Regions from separate parts of the Mus musculus genome. Here regions 1 and 3 are each linked to region 2. The links are chromatin contacts, called in public ChIA-PET and promoter capture Hi-C maps. All regions are on one chromosome and are shown on one strand. The core of a region is the stretch at or near the end of the contact, and the rest is flanking DNA. Distances in the headings are between cores, read along the strand shown.

Evidence for each region. Promoter capture Hi-C pulls out the DNA fragments that hold promoters and counts their contacts. ChIA-PET counts read pairs in DNA pulled down with a chosen protein or histone mark.
Region 1: a contact with region 2 is called in a promoter capture Hi-C map of embryonic stem cells. The contact joins the promoter of Gpsm1 here to the promoter of Tmem141 in region 2. A contact is called at or near these places in 2 of 39 promoter capture datasets (embryonic stem cells and hematopoietic stem and progenitor cells) and 1 of 115 datasets of contacts at active chromatin or transcription factors (large pre-B cells).
Region 3: a contact with region 2 is called in an RNA polymerase II ChIA-PET map of memory CD8 T cells, with 6 read pairs. The contact joins the promoter of Sec16a here to the promoter of Tmem141 in region 2. A contact is called at or near these places in 2 of 39 promoter capture datasets (both in liver) and 2 of 115 datasets of contacts at active chromatin or transcription factors (memory CD8 T cells and pancreatic cancer cells).

What each region holds. Positions count from the first base shown.
Region 1 is chr2:26,314,148-26,316,847 of GRCm38.p6, reverse strand. Gpsm1 (G-protein signalling modulator 1 (AGS3-like, C. elegans)) reads right to left here and starts at 1,315. Exons shown (of 14, transcript NM_153410.5): 1 at 1,128-1,315. The coding sequence starts at 1,195. It overlaps Gm52505 (a long non-coding RNA gene), which reads left to right. Exons shown (of 2, transcript XR_003953775.1): 2 at 422-1,499.
Region 2 is chr2:25,620,637-25,623,336 of GRCm38.p6, reverse strand. Tmem141 (transmembrane protein 141) reads left to right here and starts at 1,335. Exons shown (of 5, transcript NM_001040130.3): 1 at 1,335-1,403; 2 at 1,663-1,729; 3 at 1,879-1,962; 4 at 2,164-2,271. The coding sequence starts at 1,350. The region is part of intron 5 of Fcnaos (a long non-coding RNA gene); the gene reads right to left.
Region 3 is chr2:26,443,912-26,446,611 of GRCm38.p6, reverse strand. It overlaps Sec16a (SEC16 homolog A, endoplasmic reticulum export factor), which reads left to right and starts at 1,396. Exons shown (of 30, transcript NM_153125.2): 1 at 1,396-1,537. 0610009E02Rik (RIKEN cDNA 0610009E02 gene) reads right to left here and starts at 688. Exons shown (of 3, transcript NR_152209.1): 1 at 412-688.

The DNA of each region.
Region 1 (2,700 bases), core at 66-2,565, 690 kb before region 2:
TGCCTAGTAGACACCTCCTTCTCACAGGGGTGGCTGGCCCTGAGTTAAATGTGACCCCACAGAGCCTCTGCTCCCAGGGGACTCCAAGAAGCTGCTAGCAAACCTCTTACCCTTGCACTAGAACTTGGAGGAGGGTGTGGGGCTCAGGCATGATCTTCAACACCACACAATGGGGACACTGTCTCTGAGCTGCAGCATTAGAACACTGTATTAGAACGGGACGGCAAGGATCTGTTCGCCAGGCACCAAGCCCTCATTTTGCTCTTTGGGGGTACTAGGCAGAGCTTGGCTAGCTGATGAACCACCCCACTTGAGTAGATTTCTTCAGGGTTGACCCCTAACAGGGAGACCCCAGATATGGGGAAGGGCTAGACGAGGTGGGGGCCAGAAGCTAACTGAAGGATGCTGGGCCTTCCTTTAGGTCTGATGACAGCCCCTGCCCAGAACTCAGGCCGGTCCAGCTCAACCTGAAGCCAGAGTGAACTGACAGCTCTGGTCCACTTCTGGGATCAGCATCTCACCGGAGAACACCCTCATCCATCAAAAGGGAGTCACCAGGGAGGCATGGAGCCAGGGGCAGGACTATCCTGTCATTCCCAGTGGGCGGGCACACAGCACAGACCGCTCGATCACCTGTGAACCTGCCTGGAAGGCAAATGCCTTTGTAGGGAAGCACACACCCACTTGCCTGGCTCAGGCCCAGCTCCTTCTGGCCTAGGGCTGGGGATAGCTAGTGAAGGCAGGGCCCCATCATGACAGCCTGGGTCGTGGCCATGCTACACCAACACCGGGTCACGGCAGTGTCAGGCTTGAGAAGAGAACTCCAGATAACGAAGACTGGCATCCATGCTACTCAGGGTCCCGCAGAGCCGGGTGGTGGAGTGCCCGCCCCGTAAGCCCTTTTGGCATCAGGACAGGGTTGCAGGCAGAACCCAGTCCCAACCCCTCTACCGCGAAACTGATCTTTGGGCCCTGGGCCCCGCGCCCCCACCGCTCCCTACGCAGATCCAGGGAGGCGCGTCCCCGGCCACGTTGCGCGTCGCCGCAGCAGCCTTTGTTCTGGGCCGGCAGCCTCCCGCCCGCGTCTGCCGCTCAGGTCCCCGTTCCCATCCCGGTCCTTGAACTACCTGGAGTAGAGGCGCCTGGAGGCCGGGCCCGGGAGCTCCTCGGCCACGGGCGGGGCCGGGCTCGCCATGAGTCGGGGACGCGCCGAGCAGGAGCACCGCCCCGCTCTGCGGCCGTCCGCCTGCCGATCTGCCCGCCTGTCCGCGCGTCCGTCCGCCTGTCCGCGCGTCCGCGGGAGACGCCGAGGAAGTGATGTGCTGGGGTGCCGCCGCCCCTCCCGCCAGAGCTGTGATGTCACCGCCGCCAGGCGGAGGGAGGGTGGGGAGGGGCAGGCGCCCACCGGCCACCACTGCGGCGGTCCCGCCTACCGTGGGGTGGGCGGGGCTCTGTCTTTGAGGTCCAGTGCAAGGAGAGTCCTGCTCTAGTGTGGACAATGCTGTGTTTCCTTTTCTTTGGGGGGGAAGCCCTGCTAAGCCTGGAGTTTAGTGCTTTTTCTTACACACACACACACACACACACACACACACACACACACACACACACACGAGAGTTTGCTGTCACACACACATCCTGTTCCTTTCCTGTCACCTCTTGTGGGGTACAGGCCATGCAGATGCTCCTGGGGCTAAGGAGAAAACAGGTCTTCCTAGATGGAGTCAGGGTGGGAGGATGCTGTCCAGCCCTAGGCAAGTCTCTACCTTCCTAGGGCTTTCACCACCAGATTTCATGTTGAATTTCATCTGTGAAATGCAAGCGTTTGGAAAACATACTGGAAGAACACCAGGAGCCCACGTGGGAGGCTGGCCGTTGCTCATTCATCTGCCTACCCTCCTCTGAGTTCTCCCAGGACCCTGAGGATCTGAACCTCGGAGTGATCTTTCTTCATCCAACTTGAGTAGCCTTGGAGCCTTCACCTCAGCCAACCCCCAGCCAGCCACAGGGCACCATCTGGACAGCCAGTTCCATTGGGACTCACCCAGGTCTCTGCTCTTCTCTCCAGGCCACTCTAAATCTTCTTGAAAACGTAGCTGTGACCCTCAGTGGAACAGGAACATGTCAGGGTGCAGACTATGGCAGTGTCCTTGGCAGTTTTTCTGCACCCCTGGACCCTGGTCTGAAGAGGGACACCATGCCAAGGTCACCCCAGACAGACCCTGCAGACGCAGCCCACAGTACAGTGGCTTCAGGCGGAGAAAAATGGCAACAAAAACAAACACAAGATAAAACTGGGCTGTTGGCCCTGAGCTAGTTTGTTTTCCTAGGAAGGAGCAGGAGCGAGCAATGAGAACCATCTGTGCCTGGGGCGAGGCGCAAGCTTGCTGCTGTCCCCACACCTCCCCCTAAGACCACAGGAGCCAGGGCTTGCTCTCTCTTGGCTAAGGCAGAGTGTGTGTTATGGCTGGCCAGGCACCACCCACGTTTGCTGAAGTCTCGGGCCTGGTCCCTAGCAGACCCTGGCTCTGGAATGCAGGCGCTTCCTGGTTGCCTTCAAAGGATACAACATACACATGGAGGCTGCTATGACCCACTTGGTGTCAGACTGGGCTTAGATTCCCAGGCCTTGGTTTTAGGAGGCCCTTAGAGACATACTGCAGCAATACAAGCCCCTGCGGGCCCCCAGCTTTGCCAAGGACC
Region 2 (2,700 bases), core at 86-2,585:
GGCAACACTTGTGGGGCTTTTTTACTTTTAGAAGTATCTGTGTTGCTCTAGATTTTATTTGAAATATTATTTAATTAATAAGCAATAATCAACCTTTTAAAAAAAACTTTTCATTTCCTGTGTGTGTGTGTGTTGCCTGCATATATGTCTGTGTAGCACATGTACCTACTACCTGTGGAAGCCAAACAAGGAGAGTGGATCTCTGGGACTGAAGCTACAAACGGTTATGAGCTGCATGAGAGCCCTGGAAATAGAGAGAGCACTCTTAACTGCCAAGCCATCTCTCTAAGCACCCAATTATCATCTTGAAAGAAGGAAAAGAAGAAGGAAGGAAGGAAGGAAGGAAGGAAGGAAGGGAAGGGAAGGAAGGAAAGGAAGGAAGGAAGGAAGGAAGGAAGGAAGGAAGGAAGGAAAAGGAAGGAAGGAAAGGAAAGGAAAGGAAAGGAAAGGAAAGGAAAGGAAAGGAAAGGAAAGGAAAGGAGGAAGGAAGGGAAAGGAAGGGAAGGGAAGGGAAGGGAAGGGAAGGGAAGGGAAGGGAAGGGAAGGGAAGGGAAGGGAAGGGAAGGGAGGAAAGGAAGGAAGGAAGGAAACGAAATGTGTATCTGGGTATGGTGGCACATGCCTTTAGGCCCAGTACTTGGGAAGCAAAAAAAGGCAAATCTCTGAGTTGGAAGCCAGACTGCCCTACAGAGCAAGTTGGACAGCCAGGGCTAAGCAGAGAACCCTTTTCTTAAAGAAAAGAGGGGAGGGGGAAGAAGAGAAAGAAGCGGGGAGTGGAGGAAGAGGGCGAGGAACTCTGTGAACTTTTCCATAGGACCCCATGCCCTGACACCAAAAAAGGGTTCGAGTGAACTTCTGGAATTCTGTTGTGCCTTTCAGAGAGAGAACCCTTAACTGTAGTCTTAAAGTCCCATCTCATGTAGTAAGAACAATCAATGTGGGGGCTGGAGAGATGGCTCGGTGGCTAAGAGCTCGGACTGCTCTTCCTAAGGTCCTGAGTTCAAATCCCAGAAACCACATGGTGGCTCACAACCATCTGTAATGAGATGTGACTCCCTGAAGACAGCTACAGTGTACTTACATATAATAAATCTAAAACAAAAACAAAAACAATCAATGTGCTCTATGAGTATGAAAATGAGGGGTGAGGAAAGTTAGGCCTGGTTCGAGGTCACAAAACCCCCAATTTCAACTGCTCTGTCACGCCCATCAGAAGCTCGCGGTTATAGGTCCCGCCCCCTAAGCCGGACAGAGCTTGACTGTCTCTGCTACGTTCTGCGTTCTGCGCAGGCCCGAGTCTTGAGCCCCGCCCCGCCCCCCAAGTCCTCCCTGGCAGAACCTGACCAACCATGGTGAATCTGGGCTTGTCCCGTGTGGATGACGCCGTGGCCGCCAGGCACCCGGTGAGAAGGCTAGCCTGGGGGCCAGAGAGCTGACCCTACGATGCTGACCTGAGGCAAAGTAGAGGCAGGGGAAGCCCTGTCAGGGAGTGGAGGAGTGGGGGAACCCTCCTGACTTAGGGATAGGGCACGCTAAATGGGTTTAGGGGAGGGTGGAATATATCCATTCTCCCTCGCCAAGGCCAGGTCGTGGCTAAAGGAGAAGCAGGAGGCGAGGAAAGAGAACTGAGCCACGAACACCTTCCCCGCCCCCTAATCCCAGGGACTCGAGGAATTTGCTGCCTGCCAGTCGCACGCCTTCATGAAGGGCGTTTTCACTTTTGTCACAGGTAAGAGGTCTTGGGGAGCAAAAGAATTCCTTAAAGGGGTAAAAATGTAACCTTTCGTCCCACCCTGTCTGTCCAGCAGGCGGCGCCAAGTCATCCTGCCTGCAGGTGCAGCAGGTACCCTGACCAGCACTTTGCTTGGCTCTTGGCAGGCACTGGTGCGACTTTTGGCCTGCTGATGTTCATTAAGAGGAAGTTTCCATACCCTGTGCAGTGGAGCTTCCTAGTGTCTGCCAGTGAGTACTCCACGGTGGGTGCCTAGGCCCTGAAATGCATCCATTACCAGTGACTCTACAGTGTTGGTGTGTTTCCAATAAAACCCTGACTGCGATCCAACCTGTTTGGGCTGCAGCCTACCCACCCTGTCTGCCCAGAACTAGCTTGTGCCAGGTCCCCTTCTGAAAAGTGCACCCACCCTCCTGCTTCCTGTTCTCCAGTTGCAGGATCTGTGGCCAGCTACAGAGTGACAAGTATGGAGTGTCAGAAATGCAGCAATCTCTGGCTCTTCCTGGAGACCGGGCAGCTCCCCAAAGACATAAGCACAGGTGAGAGGGGCCCAGAGGGACAGCTAGCAGTTTCAGGAAGGCAAGCCCACAAGACTCAAAAGACGGACTGAAGCCTTTCGATCTAGCCAGTCCTACTTCCCCCCGGAGAGGCTGGGGCTAGAAGCAAGCATAACAAAGATTGAGCAGTGCATTCCCAGAAGGAATATCCAAAAATTATGGTGACCCTGAGACAGAGGGAAGGGCCTTGTAAGGTGTGGGGCAGGACACAGCAGCTACACAGACAACTCAGGAAAAAAAGTGTCCAGGGCTGTGACCCTGAATCTGATACCAAGATGGTGACCTCAGGCCTGCCCATGCGTGTTTCTGGGCTCAGATTTTTTGTTTTGCTCTTCTGAGGAAAGAGTCTATAGGCCAGGTTGGTCTTGAGTTCCTGCTTCTGCTGCTGCTTCCTCCCATGCTTAGGACCCT
Region 3 (2,700 bases), core at 147-2,646, 820 kb before region 2:
TGGAGACCTTGCATTTTATTATTTATTTATTTGTTTGTTTATTTATTTAGACGAGGCCTTGCTATTATTTAGCTCTAGCCATCCTAGGGTTGGGGTTGCTGCTTCTTTTTAGGGACTTAAAGTTGAGTCTACCATGTGTTCAGAAAGAGTTTGGAAACCTGGCTCTCTAAAGATAAATGTTAGCTTTACAGAGTGACCCACAGTGCCACGTCAGAGGACATGAAGCTGGCCCTCAGTTCTCCCGGCTATGCTTGCGTGTCTGAGCGCTGGCCAGCTCCACCACACTCCCTCCTTCCCTGCCTCTGGGTTCGCCACTGACCAGGCGGCTTCGCAGGGGCACCGCCTTCTCACGCTCTCTGGAGTACAGGTGAGGGAGCCAGGCCTGGTCACTTCCCCGATGACAGCACCCACCTTTTCCGGAGAGCCTCTGCTCCGACAGACAGACCTGCTGACATCCCTGGTCTAAGTCCAGCGTTCCGCCGTGGGCTTTAGGCCGCGCCCTGCCGGGAGGAGTCGCAATGGAGTTTGAAGGACTTGGCCTCCAGGCTCTGGCTTCTCTCCTCTAGCAAAGGTTGGAGGGGAATGGGGGTGGTGGTGGTGAGAGTTCCTACTAGCACCAGGAAAGGCATTTGCTTAATCACGCGAACTGCGCCGGGCAGGCTCCAGCAAAGAGCCGTAGCCAAGCAACGGGTACAGCTCCGCGCACGCGCCTGTCCAGCCCGCAGAAGTCGACCGCCTAGCTACTCGAGCAGGGTGGCGCACGCGTAGTCGCCCCCGCCGGCAACCAAGAGAACCCAACGGAAAAATGGGGAGGGGGCAAGCGAGAGGGCCCGCTGGGGCTCTGGACTCAGCGGAACTTCTGGCTTTGGTTTTTCAAGACTGATTCTCCCCGGGGATCTGGATTGAAGAATCCTGTCCAGTCAAATCCTAGAACAGGAAGACTGTAGGACAGAACCAGCGTAACCAGGGCGACGTGAAGAGGCGGGGCCCGCGCTCCTGGCTCCGCAAGTGGGTGAGGGCGGGGCCACGGGGGTGGAGCTGTAAGTGACTGACGCAAGAGGGGCGGGCCTATGGGTGGGACGAAGAGATGAGGCGGCAAAAGACTGGAGACGAACGAAAGGCGGAGTCAAAAGGGACACTACGAAAGGCTCTTAAGGGGAATGGGCGGGGCAGCTCCTGGGGGGCGGAACAAAAGGATGAAGCAGTGCAAAACTGGACGGGAGAGGGGGCGGAGCCCAAGGGGGCGTGGTATGATTGACGCGCCGAAGACGTGTACGGAGCGCGGCCAAGAGGGCCGGGCAGGGGGGGCGGGGCAATGGGTGAAGCAGCGAAAGACTGGAAGAAGCAAGAGGAGGGGCAATTAAGGGGCGGGGCGCGCTGACGTCTCCTTCGGACACGTCGGCGGCGGCACCTGGAGCCGGATGTGCCAAGATGGCTGCGGCTGCTGCTGGGAACGCGCTAGTTCCCCCTACTGCCGCCGCCGTCGCCGGCTGGGTTTCAGTTCGCGGCGCCTGAGAAGCCAACCACAGCTCACAGGGTGAGGGCTGAGTGTATGGAGCACGGTGGAGGCCCGAGGGTGGGCGAGGCTGCGGAGGCCAAGCAGGCTCAGTGAGCATCGGGCCTAGCCCGGAGTGGCGAGCGCATTTAAAGAGACACAGTCAGGCCTGGGGAGAACGACAGTACCGGGCCGCCTGGTGCTGAGACACCGGACAGGTTACGGGCCGTGTCGCCTTGGTGGGTTGTCTAAGGGGCTCGTGGTTTCCCAGACCTGACGGGAGACAGATACCTGGTCAGGGCTTCGGGAACTGGTTGGCCGCTGGGGAAGGTGTGTTAACATGGCCAGACTGTGACACCTCCGAGGAAGCCCGCAACTCATTTAAAACGAAGAAAGTGCAGGAAATTGCCAAGCTTGACTTTTGCTGGGTTCTGAAGATATTTGATTCTCGTTGGCTCGAAGACTTCCTCAGAAGTTGATGATCATGGGACACATTTTCATTTGAAACAGGGAGTAGCAGCGTTTATTTGTAATCTCTTGGCCGGCGGAGCAGGATGTCGCAAGGGAGGTCGTGATTTGTTTTTTACCAAGGTGTAGAAAAATGTCGGCTTGGCTGTGGAGCGTCCTGTAGATAACTCTGGCTGTTGTGCTTACACAGGTTTTTAAATGGCATGTAGGATGGTCGCGCACTGAAGGAAAGATTTCCTTTCAAAAGTGTTGACTAGAGGCGTTTTCCATTCTGAGTTTGGCAGTAAGAAACAGCAGACTCACAGATTACTGTTCCTTCAGGTCCTTTTGCAAGGTGCAGCACAGTGCAGCTTCCTTACACGTTGTCCACGTTCCCTTCCTAGGGTTTCAGTGCTCATGTCTTGCAGATTTTGGTATCCCGTCTTGCTTTTATAAGCAAACATGAATGTCCATGTTTCCTGTGTGTCTTCCTCACATAGTGTATAGCTTTTTCTCTTCTGCAAATGCCTTCTTCAACATTTAAAGGGTTCCGGCTCAGATTTTGACTTAGAAGGGAGGTGTTTATCTTGTCTGTCTGATAAGAGTATCACAGACAGTCACCATGGGGGAGATTGTTGGCGAGTGGAGCTCACTAATGTTCTTGGGTTCCCCTGTGTTCTACAGTTTACAGCTGTTAAGGCTGGCAGTGAAAGGATCAGGGGATGTTTAAAATACCTCAGTCACATAGAGTCATACTT